2 separate regions of the Mus musculus genome follow, and region 2 is linked to region 1. A link is a contact called in public promoter capture Hi-C data. All regions are on one chromosome and are shown on one strand. The core of a region is the stretch at or near the end of the contact, and the rest is flanking DNA. Distances in the headings are between cores, read along the strand shown. Region 1 overlaps Oxr1 (oxidation resistance 1). Region 2 holds the start of Nudcd1 (NudC domain containing 1).

Region 1 (5,976 bases), core at 2,234-4,733:
CAATGGAAAAATATCCTGACTTATCTACAGCCCAGAATTAAAAAGCACAGTGTATTCTCTCTGGTCTCTGAAGAGCCCACAGAGGCAGAAGGTACTTTTGTAAGCATTATTTCAATACTTATCAATGTAGATACAGAACAAGGTTTATACAACCCTATTTTAGATAACGGATAGCAATACCACTTACCAACGAGATGACAGATAGCAATACCACTAACGACGAGGGAGAAGCAAAAATATGAAGTTCAGAGCGGCTCTCATCCCAGTCTCAGGAAGAAAATGCTCACCACCTGAGAGCTGCTGGACAGGCGGCACTAAAGCGACTCCTAACGCCTTACTGCTAGACCTACACATCAGAACCGCTTTAAACCTCCTCCAGGGCAGCTTCTCCTTGTCGTGCAGGGATTGGCCCTGAGAAGCAGAGCTGGTCAAAGTACAGAGAAAAGACTCAGTTCTAAATGGAATGTCTTTCTAGCACGCCTCTCCCCTAAATGACCGAGCAATCCTCAGGAAGGGGAGCAGAGGTGATGAACGGCTTCAAGGGAGCCAAGCCTTTGGATATAACAGGATAGATGACCATATGAGCTCAGAGTGATTGCTACAGTGTACACAAGGCCTGCCCACGTTCAAGCTAGGGAAAATTCAGGGAAGTGGGTAGGGTAGAGTTGGGTAGACACGCAGTCTTGCCCTTAGCTGCCGGAAGAGGTAGAGTCAGCTTTTTTTGGTGACATAAGCCTTGCTGGGAGTACTACATTCAGGGCAGGCCCCATTCTGAAGAGTATTTGGAAAACACATACTGGACTTGATAGGGAGAACAGAAACAAATTAAAAACAAAACAAAAAAGAAAACTCAAAATTGGGTGCATTGAGAGGTGAGCTGAGTATGGGAAGAGCTGACAGAAATAAGGTCAAAATACATTATGAAAAATCTCAGTTTTAATAAAAATATTATTAAAGACAAACAAAACCTAGTGTCTTCTTGGCTTAGTGGTTCTTCTGAAATATTGTGCCTGCCTGTCTGAGCTTCCAAACAAACCTAACCCTCTGGTCAAGTATGAATGAGATCTGCGATTCTATCATTTTTTACTACTACGTCCTGAATAAAAGAAAATGTCGTAAAATGCATTATCTACCATGTATACTTACTTTGGTAACCAAAAACACAAAGAAGAAAATATAAACTTGTTATAGCTAATGAAGATGAGAGACAGCAGTATTTATGAAATCATGGAACTTGTTTTTTTATTTTTTTACTATAATTCATCAATTAAAACCATCTTTATTACAAAAAAAAAAGTCCTGCTCCACTTTGTCTTTGTCTAACAAAAAACTGTTGCTTTCACAATAACACTTCATAGAATTATAATAAAAGAATTAAAAGCAAACTGGCAATCACAAATTAGATAATTAGAAAACAGAATTGATAGAACAAAAGAATAAATAAGAATAAAAAACAAATTAAGTATGTCAGTAAAATTGTGTCAGGGTAGGCTAAGAGTTAAGGAATTGGGAGGAATGGCTTTTCCAAGAGGCAGCTTGAACCTTTCAAATGCTAACACTGCAGCAGGCAGCCCTCAGACTATTTGTAATATTAGTTAAAAATAAACCAAACGAGCAGCTTGTGGCCCTGGAGTGGCCACAAAGAAAGTTAAGGGATAAACTGATGAGAACATTTAGAATTATCTGCGTTCCTGGCCCAAAGATGGCAAAAGGTAAAACACAAATTTGCAGTAATAAGTAGCTATATCCTACGGCAAGCACGTAGCCCCACAGAACAGGCTAGCACTGGCTGTACAGCTAAAGCAAGAGTAAGACAATGCCATTAAATATTTCTTCCTCAGTTGGCCTGGGGAGGTAGAGCAATTTTCCTGTCCAAGGCTCACTGCACCCTGGAGAGAATTCAATTTCCATGCCCTATCAATTAAGAGCCTGAAGAGATGAGCCTCAATAAGACTATCGCTTCCTTCTTCCCCACACTGCTTGCCTTGCCTCTTCTTGACAGGGCTACTTCCCTTTCCTTAAATGCTGGTTCCATTCAAAGCGCCTTTAACCTTTCTTCTAGTCTGTGTTTGGTTCTTAAGACAGGAATCCTTAGCCCAGGGCACTTAACATAAGGATTTCCTTAACCTTAGACCACCTTGCCCACAGGCCTGAGGTGGCTTTCCAGTGCTATAGCCCAGGTTGGTCACTGCCAACCTTCCTCTCTCCTCCTCACTGCTACTGGCAAGTCCACACTTAAATTTTACTTCCTAACCCCAAGGCCAGCCTGGTCTACAGGGTGAGTTCCAGGACAGCCAGGCCTTCAAAATAGAGAGACTTTGTCTCAAAAACAGACAGACAAAAATGATCAAACAAACAGGCAAATACACCACCCAAACCAGAAAATAATTACACATCAATTCCTTATCTGACTTACAAACAACTCGGTTTCTTCTAAGAAAGTAGGAATACTCAAAGCCTTTTGATTATAGAATATGTATGCTGTAACAGCTTTTAGGAATGATAAATATTAAAAGTCGGTCTTATAAAATGGAAAATCCTGTTTATTTATACCCCATCGAGAGAAAGAACATCCATTCACAGAATCTGTTGTCCCTTAGTGTTTGTACGCTCACAGCAAGAAGGCAGTTCTCAAGGAATATAGACATGTCACTCGTCACTCAAGGTACTTCAGATTCCTTTGTTCTTTGGCAAACGAATGTGAATGTACAGAGGAGTCAATAGGGCCTTGTGAAACTTAGATTCTTAACACTTACGGAAACAAAAAGGTTGGTAGCAAACAATTCTTTTTCAAAGGTTTTACTGCATTTATGTATAATCTGCACACATGGAATGTTAGTGTGTAGCTATGTGTGGAACACATTGTGTCATTTCTTGGTGGGGACTGGTTCTAATACTTTGAATTAATCAGGAATCTGCGTGCCCAAACACTAAAGGTCCTTGCCCCCTATTGGTTTTTGATCAATCAATAAATGGCCAGTGGCTGTGTGGACAGAGAGGGATGGAACTTTTAGATTGTGTGGGCGAGGAACTGGGAGAAGGGAAGAGAATCACCATGATTCCGAGGGAGGTGGGTCAGACTTAGAGCTGCAGAAGGAAAATCATCCCAAATGTAGGTGAGAAGGAATGCAGTCCCTGGAAGGGCTGCCCAAAAGCGTCTCGGGCAGCAAAGACTAGGGAGCCGCCCCGAAGGAGCCAGGGCAACAGAGATAAAATATAAAATTAGAGGGTGTTAAGCCAGGATTACAGGAGGGAGATGTGCGCTAGCCGCAGGGAGGATTAGAACTGCCCAGTCTTTGAGCTAGCAAAGGCATTTTAAAATTAACTGGTGTGTGTGTATGTGTGTGTGTGTGTGTGTGTGTGTGTGTCTGTCTGTCTGTCTGTCTGTCTGTCTTTCATTCGAGAATCCAGATAGGTCCTGGGAAGGTGCTGGGAGCCAAAGCACAGTGTAGCTAAACTCACCGCTGGCCTTCAGCTGAGTCCTGGGACAAAGTTCAGACTGTCAGGGCCGGTGGCCAGTGCCTTAACCTACTAAGCCATATTGCTGGCCCTTACTCAGATTTTTTATTAAATACCCAATGGTTTTAAATTACTGATCTTTGCTACTGATAACGTTTATTCAACCACTATTATTTCTAACTAACATTTTCAAAGCATCTACTTTTGCCATTATCATTTTTAAAACTTGGTAGTTGTGAAGGTCAAGGTGGTTTCCTCTAAAGGCTAATGTCAAAACTCCAGAGCTGCCCAGTTGATACTGTTTTTAGACAAGACATGCCTACTATAGCTGATCCTCAAAGGAAGAAATTCCAAGAGGAGGAGGATTACATGATCCCACTCATACAGCCTAGTCTGTCAAGAAGACAAACATTGAGAAAAACAACACGCTCAATTCAGGGCCTCAAGATGCTCACAGATTTAGATAAATAATATATGGGTCATGATAAACAATAACCTAGCACTCAGCCCTAATTAAGTACACACAAACACTAACCCAACTCTAGAGACTAAAATTATCTGACAGAACTTATATATGATTTTTTTTTAATTCTAAAAATAAGCAAACAGGAAGAGATGATTAAGCATATTGGGAAATTAACCAAATAGGAGTTTTATATAATACATGTAACTTTGAAATAATCAGTTATGTCAAAAAAGCAGATACTCCTGAGTATCTTAATAAAACTAGGAAACGTGCCTACAACTACCCATGATGCATTACTAAGAACAAAGGCTGAGAATCAGAAGAGCTTAGCACAGGAACTAGACTAATGAAATACTATTAATTTCAATTAAGTTCTGGCTAAAAAGAAAACCCTTGAAAAGGTAATGCTGAGAATTTCCAGAACTGATTAAAGATAGATCTACAGATTTAAGCATTCTATTCCCTAAACAAGAGACACACACAATATACCTACTAAAACTTCATAATACTTAAAAGAGAAGGTTTTATTTTGTTGTTGTTGTTTCATTAAGTATCAAGTGAGAAAATTCACAGATCTCAGAGTGGAGGCAAACTTTCCAAGGGCAGATGCAAATCCTCTGAGCCTCTTCACTCAGGTCCTGAAGATCATGATGTAAGCAAGCACAAACCCCAAATAAATAATTATCAAACAAAAGATCACAACATGGCAGAAAACAAATGACCAATCTAAAATTGTTTATCCAAGAAAAACTAGATAAAAGTTACAAGAAAAAAGAGGAAGAAAACCCCCCAAATCAACCAAGCAAAGACAGTTGTTCCCCAGCTCTCCATGAGGAACTGGGTTAATGTAGAGTCCCAAACTCCCAGGTATTCAAGTTTTGTACATTCCCATACACCATAGGCCATTCATGATGAAGTAATTCATGATGTACTTCAATATCCAACACAATGAGAATGCTAGATAATAGCTGGTTGTTACACTGTTTCGTTTCAGAATAACAAGAAACAAATCTGCACATGTTTAGCACAGTTTTCAACTTTCAGTACTCTTCTATTTTCAGAGACACAAGTTGAGAGTGTTAACCATCAACAAATCTTCAGAGAAGAAATTCATACAGCAAATGTCAAAAAGAAGGAGAATGATCCCCAAGGGTTATGTGAGATACGTGCAATAAAAAATTACCTAAAATCTCAAATGTATCAGTATTTAAGCACTGTCTCAATAAAAGGTAAAAGTGTGATTTGTGGACAAAGAAGGATGGATACAGACGTTAGCAGCCCATAACTGGGAAGGGGGTGCTGAACAACAAAGTCATCTGGGAATTCTTTTCAATGCTTACAAAGAGAAATAAAGGTATTAGCAAGAGTCTTAAAGAACACATTTCCTGGAATTCTAAGAAAAGCCCAACAACAACAACAGAACCTTACTACCAAACAACCATGCTGTCCTCGCAGACTGAGAGGGGAGATAAAGCAGAGCAGAGATGCTGCACTGTGTACCCTTAGGGAAGATCAGTTGAATGAGCTACACCAAATGATTCTGTATACTGAGAAGTGGAGACAGAAGAAGGGGTCCTCCTACCTTAAACTAGTCCTTAACCTACCTTAAACTAGTCCTTAACCTACCTTAAACTAGTCCTTAGAGATATGCACTCTAAATATTAGGACAAGCACTAGGAAAAGTTAGAATGAACATAGTTGAAAAGCTAACAGGTGAAAACTACGCAAACACATGATGTTTAATTAAAACCAGAGAAAATGGAAAAGAGTGAGAGATCAATTCCCAAAAGACATAAACCTCCAAAAGTCACACCAGAAGAAACAGATATGCCCAGACCTATCCCTTAATTAAACAGAATCAAGGATTAACTTCCAAAACAGGAAGCACCAGACCCATATGGATTCCCTGATAAGTAAACGCCAAACATGGAAGGAAGGAAGAAAACTAATTCTCACAATCTCTTGTAGGAAACATAAGCAGAGGAGATACTTACTAACTCATTCTGTGAGGCCAGCATTACCCTAATAAAAAAACAAATAAAGACATTACA
Region 2 (5,976 bases), core at 1,558-4,057, 2.6 Mb before region 1:
ACTTTCTACCTTCACCACATCATCTAATTAATTTTTCTACCATCTATCTTGGTCCCTTCAAATCTACATTCCCATTGATAGAACAGTATCTACAATGAAAATATAATCTAGTCACTCCCTTTCCAAAAATCCTTACTAATTCCCATTATCCAAAGGTAAAGACAGAAACGTATGCTTTTGCAAGTAACTCACTCAGTTTCTGCTCTGTAAGAGAAAAACAAGCAAACACTACTGTGTCATTCTCCCTGTATAAATCTGGACAAGGTTCTTGTAATGTGAAATATGACCTGGGCACGGCTGCGCATAACTTGCCTATTACCTAAGCAAGATGGTAATCAAGTGAGGCTCTTTGCTGAGATAGGTACTCTGAGCTGGTGGAATGTAAATTTGGAACTGCTAATCTCTGCCACCTGTGGGTAGGGCCTGTTTGAGAATAAAGACAACAAAGACGAAAGCAGAGCTGAGAGAGGAAAAGATACATCTTGCAACAATATCTAAGTGCCTGGACTAAATGATGCATAAAAGCACCTTCAAATTTTCAATATTTTAATTAGATGGGCTTAAATAGTTCCATTGGTCAAAACAGTTCTGAAATTCAGTATGTTTTCAATGGCCAGAATTCTTACACAACAATTCATACTCCTGCATACTGTTCCAGCCACAAGCTTTCCCACTTTGCCTATATTGTGAGTTCCTGAGCACTTATCAGGTACCAAAGCTCTGGCAGCAGATTCTGCTGCTAGACTATCCTTTCCCTCTTTGACCTTGGGGACTGCAGATTCTTCTTCCACACTAGGTGAAATTCTTTTATTACTGAAATTTACTCAAACACCTCCAGGTAAAATGGAAGCAACTCCACAGTTCCTGACATTCCTTTGTACACTTGATTACCCTGCTCTGAGAGCCATTCTGTTTGTTTCTCAGCCCTTTCTTTAAACGTTTGCTCCTTAAATTAGGTTTTGAGCATAGCATTATACAATGGGAATACAAAGGTATCTCTGTCATGGAGGGTGGATCACACTGAAGACCATAAGCTAATGGAGTAGGGAGTGGATACAAGAGCTGGAATTTGAAGATACATAGCTGAGTATTTAAATAAGAGGAACAAGAAAGTCCTTCAGAAAATAGTAACAGCACATGCTGCCCCAGAGTTAAGGGCCTGAGGTAATTAAACACAGTTCTATAATAAAACCTGGGTAATATTCTCCAGCTGTAGATATTTGTGTCTTTGCGGTCTCTTTTCCACTTTGTTAAAAATGCCTTAGCAGTGTCACTGATTGCTTATCTTTGTATATGACACTTCCGAATCTGGTAATGCTGATTCAAACTATTACAGATGTTAAGAATAGAAACTCTGATAAGCTTTACTTTTCTGTAATTCTTTCCAGGTATGTTTTGGCCCTTGACACTTGAAATTCCTCCAATATAATTATTAAAGATGGTAAAACCTACTTTATTGATACAATTTATTACTCACCGTTCTCTTTCTCCAGTTTCTATTAACTTTTGGTTAATCGCTGCTCTCATCTGCGCATCTTTGTTCATCTTGCTAACCTGGACATCAACATGCATTTTGAGATACATAATATTTAGAAAAGTGTTTCCTTCTAAGACCTCTCTAGACAATCATCCTAATACATTGAACATTATAATAAGGAAAGGATGATAATTTTAAGTACCTTACATGGTATTATTATTCTTAGTACTATTTCCTGTATCCCAATTCCCTTCCCTCATAAGCTCTTTATTGTTTATTTTCTTTGTCTTTTTAAAAAGGGAATAACTACTATTATAATACCATTAAGCACTTATGTACCTAAAACTGAGAATATTTAACCCCCAAATTTGCTCTAATGACACAATTCCATTTTACAGATGAGAACACTGAGGCACAGAGACAGAATGTGAAGTCAGGTACTTGGAGTCCCACCTTATTTAATTGTACACTAATATCTGACTGGCGTTCATTTCTGCATCTTAACTGCATTCAATTTCTGGGTAAGCCATAGCATGCACACTAATAAAAGATACGACTATGAAAAATGAAATAAGACTATGTGCTTGCTTTACCCAATAAACTTCACGGAGAATTACAACTGCTACCCTAGCTTTGGATTTCATATCCTTATTTCTGAAGGGTAAGTAAGAAAACGAATTTCAAACTAGTCTTTGAGAAATTCTTCATTTTCAATAAAAAACAGACAACCAATGCCAAAATAGGTGTAGGGGAAAAAAAAAAAAAGCAAGGTTAACTTTTGAGCGCATTTTTGCCATTTAAAAGTCAGGTTTAAGTTAATGTTTTCCTACTTAGTGTGAATCTTCTTTTGTAATTCTCCGTCTTGTCTGTATGGAAATTCAGACTACAAAGAATTTTCAGAGTTGGGCTGCGCAAGAAGCAGGTGAACAGAGGGTTAATAACTAGGCAACGCTTTACTTCTGTAGTTGGGGCTTAACATTTCCAAATTAACTGCAAAAGTTTAGACAGTGTCATAGCAAGAACAGCAAAACTTCGTCTCGTCTTGGCCCCTAAAATCACGGATAGTGACCTTGGGCAAGTCACTTAATGCCTAAAGGCCTCAGTTTTCTCACTGGTAAAACCAGGGCGCTAGGGACTCCCTCCCGGTTCTGACATTCTTTAGGAAAATGCAACACGGCGCAGACAGCTGGAGAGGCGGGAGGGGAGGAGCCAGAAAACAAAGCGGGGACTGGCTCCCGGCCAACTCCAGCAGCACGCCCTGTCGGAGAGCCCTACAGGCCCGCGAGCGAGCGAGCGAGCGAGCGCGGGTCGGGGAAGCTAACGAAAGACAGCACATCGAAAGGAGCCTGGGCTGGGCCCGGGTCCCGGCCCTGAGGACCACGGGCATAGCTCACCACCATCACCGCGGGCGAGGGCCGTCCCTTCCCAGCGACGAAATGACCCTTGCGCTGACGACCGTTACCTACCACACTCTTCGGCTGCCCGGACTTAGACCCTCAGTAGCTCGGGCACCTAAGCACACAGAAAGCTAGACCACGCATTTCCGGGGCGGGATCTGGCCACCCTGCCTATAATGTGAGAATTCAACTAGCGCGGGCCGCCTTCTGGTCGCTCGGCCCTCTGGGTAAGGAAGTCCAGAGTCTGTTAGCTGACGTGGGTTCAGGGATCAAAAAACTACATTTCCCAGCATTGCAACAGAACCAAATTTCTCATGGACACTACACTTCCCAGAAGAGACGTGGCGCCGCAGAGTCGTCTGGGATGGGAACCACGCCGTTTCCCAGCCTCAGTTCCAGGAGTGAAGCGCGGACCTTTCAACAAGAGCTTTATTGATTCTCTTGCTGGGATCGGGGGAACGCGATGGAGGCGGCCAATTGCTCTCTGCGGGTGAAAAGACCTCTGCTGGATCCCCGCTTCGAGGGCTACAAGCTGTCTCTCGAACCGCTGCCCTGCTACCAGCTGGAGCTTGATGCAGGTGGGATCGGCGGCACCCTCTCGCACCCGGTTCCTTCTTGTTGAGGCTGCCATTGGCGCAACCCTCTGTCACTCCGGCTAGCCAGCCACCTCCTGCCGGTCTGCACCTAGAGCGGCCGTCCACGCGGGGACCCGAGGATGCCCCCTTTCCTTCCGCGCCTTAGCCGCGGCACTGTGGGCTGGCCTAGGCGTCCGCAGCTCAGGCTCGGATGTTCTCCGCCCATACATCTCTGGCTCCTGCTCTGAAGGTTCAAGTTGTCCTTCCTTCCCAAACCTTACCTTTAGTAAACGTGTTCGCTGAGAAGCCACACCTCCTTGGAAAGTCCCCAACTCCCTTTTTCCTTCTGACGCAGAATCATTTCTTGGGAGAGAAAAATTTCCACATTCAGTTAGCAGTTTCAAATACTCGGGTCCTGGATCATGCTACAATTTATTGAGGGCAAGTGATTTAGTGCGCTTACTGTTGCTTGCTGCTACTACTTATTTATCTGTAACTTCCTAGAGGCTATTCTCCTTTTTACAACCATAGGAATTGTAGTTTTGTTAGGGAAAGTGTCCAGGGATTTGTGTTTTTAAATACATGTCTCTGCAGATTCTTATTTTGATACAAGTTTTCCATAGGTTGTACTTTGAGAAATAGTGATCTAGAGGTGTTAGTCGACGTTTGAGTATCAAGCGTTACTTATGTATGTATCTATGTATCTTTTCTCTAGATTGTATCTAGATTGTAGGGAGTCTATTCTTGACTGTCCTGGCACTTGCTTTGTAGCCCAGGCTGGCCCAGAACTCACAGATAACCAGCTGCCTCTGTGCTGGGATTAAAGACATAAACAAGTAGACCAACAAATGCTTGGGTTTTTTGTTTGTTTGTTTGTTTGTTTGTTTTTAAAGTTTCTTAAGTGTAAAAGTAATTGTTGTGGGCCTGTTTTGTGATTCATCGAGATGATTACGTGATTGGTATAATCATGAGTACCTAATAAATCATAATCCATTCACTAATAAACATCTAATTACAGTATGGGCAAGTAGTGAGAGGAACGTGAGCAAATGTAATGGTCTAACTGAGTATGTTTTCTCAACTTGTTTGGAGACCTGGGAAAACTTCCGGTAGGAGTTGATGAGGGACTTGAGTTGTGAAGGAAAACAGGTAGCTGTTGGCTGGTATAAGAGGAGAGGTGCTTCCTTCTTTTTGTTCTTTCTCTTGGACGTTTTTTGTTGCTTTTCTTTCTGTGTCAATAAATGATCCGGCCATGTTTAGTTAGCCAATTGATTGGAAACAAAATTCGAAGGAACAAAACCTAATGGCTCAAGCCAGCAGGTTCTCCTCACTGCTCATTCAGTTACGAGTTGGCAGAGGCAGTTCTAGTCAGCTTGATTTGTCTAGATCACTTGCCAGATGATCTTGACTTGAGTCTTCCATATGGCTGGTCACCTTTCAACAGGCTAGCACAGGCTGTTTGCGGAAGTTAAGTCACGGTGTACATGCTGTTCCAGTGGCTGTCGACACATTTCCACTTGTTCCATTGGGCAAAGCAAATTAAATAATCAAGTGAAGAATTGCTGTTGGAAGACCCTAGCAGAGGGTGGAGATCTAGAGCGCTAAAAGTTGGGACAGTGAAAGTCTAGGAAATTATATTACTCTCTGTTAATGTGAAATCAAGGTACTAAACAGGTATAATGCCCAAGTTTCCTTGTGCCCTTGTGTAACTCTCTCTGCTGGCACCCACAGTCAGGAAATGAGAATGCTTACTCTCAACCTGATTTCTCTTTATTCAGTAGTGCTGCCCCCATTAAGATCTAGGTAATCTCTCATAGGTTTGCCCAGAGGCTTATCTATAAGATGATTTGGGATGGAGCTGGTTAGATGGCTCAGCAGGTAAGAGCACCCGACTGCTCTTACCTTGCTCTTACCTGCTCTTGAGTTCAAATCCCAGCAACCACATGGTGGCTTACAACTATCCCTAATGAGATCTGACTCCCTCTTCTGGAGTGTCGGAAGACAGCTACAGTGACTTACATATAATAAATAAATAAATCTTAAAAAAAAAAAGATGATTTGGGATCCTATGAAGTTGACAACCAAGATTAGAGCTGTCCATTTTTCTGCAAATCTCATTTTCTTTACAGCTGAATATAATGCATTTCATATACGTGCATCTGTGTAGCTTTCCTTTATTCAGTCATCTATTGATAAACATCTAGATTGATTCTGTTTCCTAGCTTTTGGGAAGAGAGCAGTAATGAATGTGAGTGTGCAGGGATCTCAGTGGTAGGATAGAGAATTCTTTGAGTATATGCCCAAAAGTATAGCTGTAGGGTCATAAGCTTTGGAGAAACCTCCATATAGATCTCCATAATGGCTATAAGTAGTTTAAATTTCCACTAGCCATAAAACGGGATCATCGGTGTGCGCTATCCTCTCATTTCTTATGGATGACACTGAATCTCAAAGTAGGTTTAATTTGCTTTTTTCCTGATTGCTAAGGATGTGAAACACTTTGATGTGTAGTGATGTGTGTTTTAGT

Evidence for each region. Promoter capture Hi-C pulls out the DNA fragments that hold promoters and counts their contacts.
Region 2: a promoter capture Hi-C map of liver shows a contact between it and region 1, with 4 times the contacts expected there. The contact joins the promoter of Nudcd1 here to the enhancer-like site in region 1. A contact is called at or near these places in 3 of 39 promoter capture datasets (liver and pre-B cells), 1 of 484 Hi-C or Micro-C datasets (pre-B cells), 1 of 115 datasets of contacts at active chromatin or transcription factors (astrocytes) and 1 of 9 other capture datasets (liver).

What each region holds. Positions count from the first base shown.
Region 1 is chr15:41,838,223-41,844,198 of GRCm38.p6, reverse strand. The region is part of intron 11 of Oxr1 (oxidation resistance 1); the gene reads right to left. Among named protein-coding and RNA genes, the nearest start is that of Abra, 29 kb to the left of the region's middle. Within about 2 kb of position 3,483, at least 17 of the 459 cell types and tissues checked have an H3K27ac peak or open chromatin away from gene starts, as enhancers often do. A contact at or near this core is called in liver, where this site is marked.
Region 2 is chr15:44,425,138-44,431,113 of GRCm38.p6, reverse strand. It overlaps Nudcd1 (NudC domain containing 1), which reads left to right and starts at 2,807. Exons shown (of 10, transcript NM_001113554.1): 1 at 2,807-3,452. The coding sequence starts at 3,338. It overlaps Eny2 (ENY2 transcription and export complex 2 subunit), which reads right to left and starts at 3,003. Exons shown (of 5, transcript NM_175009.3): 1 at 2,872-3,003; 2 at 1,478-1,554. The coding sequence starts at 2,877.